Linked DNA regions of Rattus norvegicus: region 2 is linked to region 1. Evidence: chromatin contacts called from public Hi-C data. All regions are on one chromosome and are shown on one strand. Each heading gives the region's core, a stretch centred on a gene start, on an enhancer-like site or on the middle of the called end of the contact. The rest is flanking DNA. Distances are from core to core; before and after follow the strand shown.

Region 1 (5,379 bases), core at 86-2,585:
ACATGAGATTCTCTTGTTTCAGCCCCTAAGTGCATCACACCATCACACCTGGCTTTTTTAGCTTTGTAATGTGTGCACGTTTTCTCTCTCTCTCTCTCTCTCTCTCTCTCTCTCTCTCTCTCTCTCTCTCACACACACACACACACACACACACACACACACACACACACACACACAGTCGGGAGGGTAATTATGTTGTAAAGACTTCAGAGGTCGACCCTAAGAAGCACTGAGTGCCAGGGACCATGCTCAATTCTGCTACTGAAGGACACTGCTAATAATTTAACCCTTTAGGAGAGCACTATTATGTGCGGAGCAGGTGAATCCCACACGGATCACGTTGTTCAGGCATAACACAGTCAACACAGCAAAAGGTCCTCAAGCAGCTGACCCATGAGATAGTGAGAAGGGTAAGGTTTCCTGTTGGAGAGATTGCGGTACACATCTCCAAGGATAACAGAATAACTGACACAAGTCACAAAAGGTGACAGCCGACTTCAACGATTAACCTCAGCAGAAACAAGACTACTTCATTGTTTGCTGGAACACTGGTGGAGAAGGCAGATTCGCACTTTTTCGATTGGTTAGGCAGAAGCATATTTTAATTTACCTGAAAATTGTTATCTTTTTCTTGCAGCTTTAGGAATCTGATCTGTAGTTATCAGAACGGTTGACTTCTTGACTCAAAATGCCCACAGAAGGAACTACAAGAGACAATATCTTGGAGACACATAAAGCATTTTAAGTATTTTTAAATGTTCTTTAAAAGGATGGTCACAATCGTAGACACCCAGGACTAACTACTACAATACACCCTAACCCAGAACTCTAGTGAAAGCTTACAAAGTGCCCAGAATGGGAAGAAAAATCAGAAGATGAGGGCTGGCTCAGGGAAGTCATCTTTTTCTTTGATAGTTGGGGTGGAAACTGGTTCCTTTTGGTTCCCGAAATCTAGAGTTTCTAAAGGACAGGAGGTGAAAGGACCATACTCTAGAGGAACTCGCGGAGGTGTGTCGCGTGTCCCACAGTGCAGACCTAGGGTCTGCGGGTCCTCTGGTCTGGCCGGGGTGTGGGTCAGGCAGCCTCGCCCTACAGGGAACCTCAGAGGGGCGGAGGGAAGGCTGGCCACCGCCCCACCAGCCGGAAAGGAAACCTTCTGCCAGCGGAAGCGGCCCTGGGCCTTAGCTAGTAGTCTTCTCCGAGCTCCCTCCCTGCTGTTCATCCGGCCTGGCCGGCCCCGTGGTAAGGCGTCGGGAGCACTTACCTCACTCTTCAACTCTGGAAGAGGAGGTATCCCCTGGGGCGCAGGCTGGGGCGACTACTCCCACCTCCTGGCCATGACCCTACTAGGAAGTGCCAAGCGTAACTTCCGGCGCGAGGGAGTTTTGAAGCTCTAAACTGTAGTTCTAGGTAAGTGATCAGGCGGCTCAGTGAAGAGCCTGAAAAACCAAACCTGCAGTTCCTGGGCGCGAATTAACTCGTCCAGTGTGGACTATCTGTGCACATCTTGCGTAAGTATACTTACAGGTGCAGCCCTTTCCAGATGGCTCTGCTGTTGCCTGGGGCAACGGAGGGGACCGAATGCAGGAAAAGTATACGTCAAACGGGTGACAGGAAACGCCTCCTGCCATTATCAATTATGGCTGCCTGGGCTTCAACCGTAACTTCCGACTGGGAGTTGTTTCTCTACCCGGCTGGAGGCTTTCTCTGTGGCGGAGCTAGCCAGCGGCGCCCAGTGGGCGGGAGACCGCGCGCGGCCGCGGAGGAAAGGAAAAGGGCGGGGACAGGGAAGCTGGCACCAATGTCTCGCTCTGATTGGGCGACTCCATTTGCCATGGCTCCGCCCATTCCCTCCTCCCTAGCGAATGCCCAGGCTTGTTCAAGAGGGTCGGGGCGGGGCGATTGGAGCCAGAGTGTGTGGAGGGGCGGGGCGAGTGGGGGAGGGGCGGGGGGGCGGTGGCAGGGGAGCGTCGCTCGGGGAGCGGAGGACGAGGAGGAGGAAGGAGGTGAGCGGGGATGGTGGAGTCGGGGCTCCGGACGGCAGCCTGGGGCGGGAGCAGCACAGGGGCGCCCGTGGGCCAGTCCTCTGCCTTCCTGCCTGTCCGGGGACCTGGCCAGCCGTCGGTAAGGGGAGGCCCACAGGTCCTGACAGGCGCGAGCCGCGGGGGCCGGGGCGAGGCCTGAGGGGTCGGGGCCCTGGGAGGCGCCGCGGCTGCTTTCCGGGGTGCCACGGCCCGGGGCTCCGGGGCCTCGGAGCCGCTGCCCGCGCGGGGCCAGCGGGCGGGGCACCGGGAGCAACCGGCTGCCCCTGACAGCACCGGGCCGGGCCTACTGCGGAGCGGTCGGCTGGGACAGCGCCGGGGCGCGGGCGCGGGCCCGGGGCTGCCGGTCGGTCAGTCGCGCTCCGGTTGCTCCCGGCTCTCGGCGCCTCCGGGCCGGGACTGCGGGGCTGCCCGGGTCGTGCGGACGTTTGGCGCCGGGCGGGCGGGCGGACCGGCGGGCGGGCGGGCGGGCGCGGCCGTGGTTATGTGGGGCTATGAGGCTGTGGAGCTGTGGGGCTGTGGGGTGGGGTCGCTGCACCTCCTCCCCAAAGTCCTTGGCTCTGGGCGGTCTCCTCCCCACAGACCGACCCTGCGGGGAGATCGGCGGATCGGCGTTGGGTGTGTTGCGGAGTGAAAGGAGTTGTGGCCGCCGAGACCGCCCTGCTAAACACGCCTGATGGCAATCTCCGCGTCGGCTTTGAGGGCTAGAGGAAAAGTAGTGTAACTCCCCGCCCCCAGCTCGGAACGCAGGAGGCTGCAGGGCAAAACGATTTTCCCCCTAGCCCCTCGGTATCCATTGTTTTGTACCATCCCCTCCCCCATGCCTAGGTAGAAGAATAAGGACTCCAAAGCTGTAATTCGCCCGCCTCTCCCCACTCTTCCCCCCAACCCCCCAGTCCCTCTCAGCAGAGGTTTGGGTTAACTGTGCAAGTAGGGGTTTACAAACAGGTGGAACGCTTGTCTATTTGGGAATCGGAAAGATGATGTTTTTGGGGTGCGTTTTTCATCTGATTTCACCTTTACACTTGGGAGATTCGATTTTCTCCCCATCGGTTTGTAGCTTTATGAGGTGATGAAAATAAAAGAGGAAACCCTGTTTTGCGACCTATCCCCTCAAGTGTTTCTGAGGGCTCTGGGGAAGTAAAAATTAGCTTACAACTGTGGACTGTTTGGTATATTGGTCTCCAGCAGGATGCTGAGTCTGGGAGCTTACCCCTGTGTAATCTTGTACACTCTTTGTAGATGTCAGAAGTTCTAGCATCTACCGGAAGGATTGCCGAGTCAAAAACTTTGCTGTTTTTCAGAATCGAAGGGTGGACTTGTGCAAGCAAGCGTTTTTGTGTTTAAGTCATCAGCACTGACAAAGATGTTTGGTTTTAAAGACCTACATTTATTAGTGCACTCCTCGTTCCTTTAGTCACCCATCGTTGGCATGGTCTTTGTAACTGTTCTTTGTTATATATTTGAAGAAACTTAAAGGTTTAGCTATTCACAATGTGTAATATTCAATAAGTCTACAAATTAAGTTCCAACTATGTTTGAATTCTTCAAATGTTTTATTTTTCATATGAGAGTTAAAGATTATAGAAATAAATTACCTAAATACTTAAATCATTCACCACAATGGAGCTTAGGCTGAATACTTAAAAACTTTTTAAGTATGAAGTCTTTTAAACTTACTGAGACTCAAAGTATTTTTATTTTAGATTGAGTGTGCAAAGTAAAATAAAGGGTTTTGTCTAAGGTTTGTACCTTTCAAAGATTAAATATGACATAAAGGTAACATGACATCACACTCGTGAAATCTCAGTTTGGAGTTAGTCTCACCTCACTCTAACCAAGTATATTTTCCCCAGATGCTTATTCAGTTTCCGAAGAAACTATATTTGTCACGGTTGGCATTTCGGTTATGATATTCTCAATGTTTTTCTTTCATTATTTAGAAGTTAATATGGATTGAAAAATGGTATAAAGAGATACCTTAGTATTTTGAATCTGGATTACATTTTAGTTTGTTTTTCTAAGATGTCATGATCAGAAATTAGATCAGAACTGATTTTGGTCCTTGTAGCAAATATAGGTGGAAAGTTGGCGTGTGAACTTCAAAACAGTCATAAATTTGGAGCACTTCATGTTTAAATAAGAACAGGAAAATTATTACTTTTGATGTGCTTGTAGAAACATTATCACATTGGCTGAGGATGTAGCTTAGTGGTAGAGTGTTTCCATAACATGTACAATGCCCTGGGTTTGATTTTCCTAGCCCTGTATTAAGTACATACACACATACATAGCTGTTTTTTATGTGACTCAGAACAGGACAATGGCTTTCCCTCTTCCAGTAGTAACTAATTATATTCTATATGAGGTAACCTCAGGATGGCGTCTGACTTGTTGCTGCGATGTGAGCTTGTTTGTTCTTATGTGCGTGAGTTTTGCCTGCATGTGTATATGCAGCACAAGAGGCCAGAAGACGGCAGATACACAGGAGTTGGAGTTACAGAGGGTTGCTGGTCCTCTAGAAGAGCAGCCAATGTTCTTAAACTGCTGAGCTATCTTTCCAGCCTCAAATATAATTTTTTTGTCTTCTATTATCAATATCAATTGTGGATAAAATTGGGATGTTTTGTGCAAGTAATGAAATTTCAGTCATACTTTTAAAAATTTGCTGAATTATTTTTTGTATATTATGTTTCCGAAAGGTTCTTGTTTTTAAAAAGGTAATTCACATATAAAAATTTTCTTAGACCGGAACAAAAACTAGACCTCTTGTGTATAGATCTAAGGGTGTGACTGTTTGGAGTGTGAAGATGAAACAAAAGAACATTTCTGAGGCTTAGTTGCTGTGCCCTTCATCTGTCTTTCAAGGATGAAGAAGCATAAAAAAGTTCCCTCAGTGAGCTCTGAGGTTTGTAGCTTAGATGTGGTGTAAGACTTCTGGAATTTGTTTACAAAACTATCTAAATTAAGGGAGGGGATTTAGATATTAGGAAGTATCAGTGTTTATTTTTATTAGACTATTAGTGAGTGGGTAAATGTTTTCTTGTAAATGAATTGACACTGGCTATATAATCTAGCAGAATGATATGTAAAGTGATACTTGAAATGAGTCGTGTAAATAATTAGTTTGGTAGACAATCTTGCTTAGTGTCAGACTTACCATAGTTTGTGCATTAGCTGTTTTGTATCACATCATTTGTAACTGAAGGCTAATGAACAAAAGCATGAGCATAACTAAGCATCTGCTCTCTTTACAGTATCCTAACTGCTAGGCCTTCATACACGGGCTACACCACATCAAAGCTGTGCCCTCTAGACCTTTTTAGAAGTATTTTCT
Region 2 (4,681 bases), core at 2,053-4,552, 92 kb after region 1:
GACTGACGACCAGTGAGTTCAGTTTCTCACGGCGTGTCACTGAAACTAGTCGCCATATTTAAAAGTTGTCTTTAGAAAAAAAAGAAAAAGAAAAAAAAAAAAAGAATGTCGATACTCTCCATAAGATTTGGTTAGTAAATTAAGAATCATAGACTGTTATCTTTAGCATATAAGTTTTGGGTTTGTTAATCAGTAAAATGGAAATATCAAAGTTTTTCTTCTGTGGGAGTTTATTTAGAATTTTACAGAGAAATGAGAGATGGTGATTTATACATGAACACTAATGAAAAAGTAGAGATGGAAACGCTTGAAGAAAGAAGAAAACATAAACAATTCATGCTTTCACAAAAGATAGGGAATGCAGTTGGAACGGATTCTGAAAGCTTGAAGTATAAGTTTCTAGTTAACGTTGTGTAGTCTGCACCATTTAAAGTGAACAGATTCTGGGCTGGAATAAAACTAAATGTGAGATGTAGCCTAGCATTCACAAGGCCTTCAATCCCAGTACTCCCACCCTGATAATCCAAACAAAAATAACTACATCATAGAAAGAAGAGGGAGGAGAAGAGAAGGAGGAGGAGGATAGGGAAGAAGAAGTGGTCTGGAGATTGCATAATGGTTAAGAGCACTGTCGACTCTTGCAGAGGTTCCAAGAATTCCTGAGTTCAATTCCCAGCAACTACATGGTGGCTCACAACCATCTGTAATGGTATCTGATGCCCTCTTCTGGTGTGTTTAAAGACAGCTACAGTGTACTCATACACATAAATCTTTAAAAAAAAAAAGGCTGTTAAAGAAAAGAAGAAACAGATGCTCAATTAGGCACGGTGGTTCAAACTCAAGGCTGATGCAGGATTTCAAGTTCAAGAATAGTGCGGGCGATGTACTGAGATCTTGTTACCTTCAAAAATAAAGTTGCCACTCAAGAAGTAAATGTGTCTGTTCAGCTGTAGATGCAGTGGGCCTCATGTGTGCCTTTTTGGCTGAACTGAGGGAAAATGTCAACTCTGGGCCCTTTCAGTGAAAGGCACAGGAGGGTCATTAGCCTTCATATTGTTGCTTTTGAAGCCAAGCATCCTTAAAGTAGCTTTTACACCCCGGAGGCTTTGCTGGGCGAGGCTCTGCCCTTATGGCCTCTGTCCTCTTATCCAGTGCCTAGCTTCTCTTTAATCATGCTGAATCTCTTAAGGTTACAGTGAATGTACCAACAATTGCTGTACATGAGCTCAATACTTCTCTCTCCTCACCAAACTCCATGTTCCAAATCCTCTGACGTTTTTCCTTTCATCTACCATTGTAAACTCGGGTAAAAGCTGCAAGCAGCAGTCTCAGCGGCCTGGATGTTAAACTTTGTTGAGATTTCCTATCAGTCCATCACTTTACTCGGAATTTCAGCATATGAAGCACAGCCAGATTCTGTCAGATGTAACATGAATGGCCCCCAGCACCCATCCCAGTCTTACCCCCACCACATGAAATACAAGGCGCCTGTGCTGTTAGCCGTCTGCACTTAGGAGTTCTCACCAGAACCATCAGTTGATGTAACACTAGGGTCGGCACTGCCCCCTCAAAGTCCCAGATCCTTAGCTGGTGCTGATCGTGTATTTTCTTATTACAATTTACTTGATAGAAACAGGAGTAAATGGTTCTTTTGGTTCTGTTTCAGAGAGATTGAAGTCGTGTGGTATGGCAGGCAGGGCAGACATGCTCTGTCTGGAAGTGGAGTGTGGTCATAGCGGACATGGAAGGAGAAAAAGCAGGCCAGAACTGGAGGTGCATGGCCTACTTCTGTCAGCCAGGCCTACCTTCCATGAGCTCATTTGCCTCCAAAATCGTGTCACCAGCTGGAGGGCCTGTGCAGTGGTGACTGACTGTCAGCCTTTAAAACACTGCAAATTACTTTGCATATAGGCAGGCTGCCTTCAAGTTTAGTGAGTTTCTTTGTACCTCATTATCTAATTGAATTTAATGGCTCTCTTTCACTGTTACTTGTTCATGAGGATTTTTTTGTTGCTGTGGATTTTGATAATTTGGATTATCAGAATTTCATTTTGTTCACAAACTTTTGACTGTGACTTAATTTTTTTCTAAAACATTAAAGAAAAACCCTGTTTAGGCTTTTTAAATATTTGTTGTGTGTTGAGTCATAAAATTAATTTCCCTGTTTTTAAGTTAATCTGACTGTATTACTTTCAAGATTTAATTTCTAGGGAAGGGAGTGGGTTGCGCACATCACATCACACATTGCTGAAATTAGAAGCAGCAACATCTGGCCCCTTAAGCAGTGTTGTTACTCCACTGTGTTTCCTCCCTCACTAAGTCATAACACCTGCCCAGCTCTGGCTGAGATCTGTTAAAGGGGTGGATGCTGATTTAAACAGTGGGGCCTGGTTAAGCTAACAGTGAGGGCTCATTGAGGCCCTCCAGCCTGCAAATGCATACACTAATGGTGAAGTTTCACACTTGTCCTTCTAAGCCAAAACAGTTCAGGTGCAGGACTGAAGCCTGCTATATCTGCAGCTGTGTGTGTGTGTGTGTGTGTGTGTGTGTGTGTGTGTTTTACTAGTTTTAATTTGGGAGATGACTTGAGGGGGTTGAAATTATCTCCTCTCTCAGGTAAATCTACTAGTTCAGAAGTACCTAGGACCGTGAAACTCGCAGTGCAGTCTTCTTTTTTCTGTCACATTGAACATAGGACTGAGGGACCACTCATATGGCTTCCTTTCTAGAGTTTCAGCTTTGGAAGAGGTTGTTTCAGAGCTGTGAGAACAACCTTAAAGGATGGGAGCTTCTGTGCAGTAGTTCTGAGTGACTGAAGGGAGTCTGGCAGAGTAAAGGAGTGGCAATGTTGTAGCCTGATTGCATTTTTTAGACCTGGAAGGAGTCTAAACATAATGACAGTTTGTAGGATGGTTAAGCAATTCTGTGTTTCTTTGTCCTCTTACATCCTAAGTTTGGAAAGTATATCTACATCCTTGGGGAATCTACGATATAGTTATTTTCTGTTGTACATCTTGAGAAGAGAGCATGGACAACCCACTTCCAGTTCCGCCTTTTTGCTTTCTGGTTGAAGATGTGATCTTTAGCTTTCTGATCCAGCTGTCTGCTGCCAAGCCTCTTCCTACCAGGAGGATGGACTCTGCCTCTGAAGCTGTGAGCCAAAATAAATCCTTCCGTCAGTCATCTTTGGCTGTGGTGTTTTCTTACAGCAAGGGAAAAGTAGCCAGTGTGTCCACTGTGCTGAAGCTGACCGGTGTTGGTCAGCCACATTGACAGAAGACTTGGAAGAAGGGAAGCCGCCACGAGCTCCAGTGATCCGTGACTGAGAGCTCTCAAAGATGAGCAAAAACAAGTTCAAGAAGTGGGTCAGGTCACGGTCAGTTCACCATTCACCCCTCTGTTAGAAATTACTTTTTGGACCCATGTAATCTTGAATTTCCTTTATAAACTTTGCGCTAAATGAAAATAAAAAGTACATACTTGTCAAAATGTTTGAAATGGTGAAAGCGGAGCCCAGAGGAGCACTGAGAACAGCTTGTGCTATATTAAAAAAAGAAAAAAAATAAGATCTAAAATAAAATGAAAATTTTAACCTAAAAAGAAACAACCTTTAAAAAGAGCAAATGTAGAACAATCCAAAGGAAAAAAAAGAGAGTAGACATCAGTGAAATATAAGACAAAAAGTCAGTAGAAAAAAATGAAAACAAGTTATTTGAAAATATTAGTAAACACATAAGCTTCTACTCATGCTTATGGCTTCTACTGCCTTACTAATTCTTGTTATCATAAATGAAGACAATGATGTCACAATAGTCCCTATGGAAAAAAGGTTAATAGATACTATGAAAACCTCTGTGCACCTAAACTTGATAGCTAAAACAAAATGGGCCAATTCTTTGAAAGATAAAATGTGCCAAATTTTACATGAGGAAAAAAAATTTCTATTTAAGAAACTGAACCTGTACTTATATTTAGTAGAATTAAACATTTCAAAAATATGTATCTTTAAATGGTTTATACAGGTAGTTTTCTACAATCCCTTCCAGAAAATAGAAGGGGGTGGGTGGGTTCGTTCTTTTTTTTCATTCTTTGGGGTCAGATTTATCCCAATACTAAGCCCAGATGAAGTCCTTAAGATGCCATACAAACATCTCTTCAGAACACCGATGCAAAGATTCTCGACCAAATATTAGCAAGTTCTATCTGATCATGCATAAAAAGTTATGCACAACCAAGTGCTGTGTATGCCAGGTACAGAAGACTCTGAAATTATGTATTATACCGCCAGGTTAAGGGGGAACATGTCACATGATTATATTAATCAACACAAACCCAAAACACTTGATAAGATGTTTTATCTCTGTGATAACTTTCAACAGCCCATTTCCAAAGGAGCAGTAATGATGACCTTTTCAGGTATACAGAAATATGATTGTCAGTATCATCTGCCTGCCTCCCTGCCTGTCTATCTGAATGACTATCTGTTTGCCTATCTGCCTGTGCTGTGCATCTAACAAATTCAAATCCTAAAACCTAGAATGAACTATATGCCCAAACATCAGATGTAAAAGTCCAAGCTCCTAGCTCTGTGTGGAGAGCAAGAGACCTAGATATCCAACACGACATTGAAAGACAAGCCAGAAAGGGGCGCTACAGAACCTGGGTCTGGCAGTCGAGTTTT

The links. A called contact is a pair of places that touch in the nucleus more often than the background predicts.
Region 2: a contact with region 1 is called in a Hi-C map of kidney, with 1.9 times the contacts expected there. The contact joins the enhancer-like site here to the promoter of Bbip1 in region 1. A contact is called at or near these places in 4 of 12 Hi-C or Micro-C datasets (Schwann cells, frontal cortex, kidney and 1 more).

Annotation. Positions count from the first base shown.
Region 1 is chr1:262,963,075-262,968,453 of GRCr8, forward strand. Bbip1 (BBSome interacting protein 1) reads right to left here and starts at 1,336. Exons shown (of 4, transcript NM_001401715.1): 1 at 1,265-1,336; 2 at 611-704. It also overlaps a transcript of Shoc2 not described here.
Region 2 is chr1:263,053,354-263,058,034 of GRCr8, forward strand. No RefSeq gene overlaps it. Among named protein-coding and RNA genes, the nearest start is that of Adra2a, 11 kb to the right of the region's middle. Within about 2 kb of position 3,303, at least 2 of the 93 cell types and tissues checked have an H3K27ac peak or open chromatin away from gene starts, as enhancers often do. A contact at or near this core is called in kidney, where this site is marked.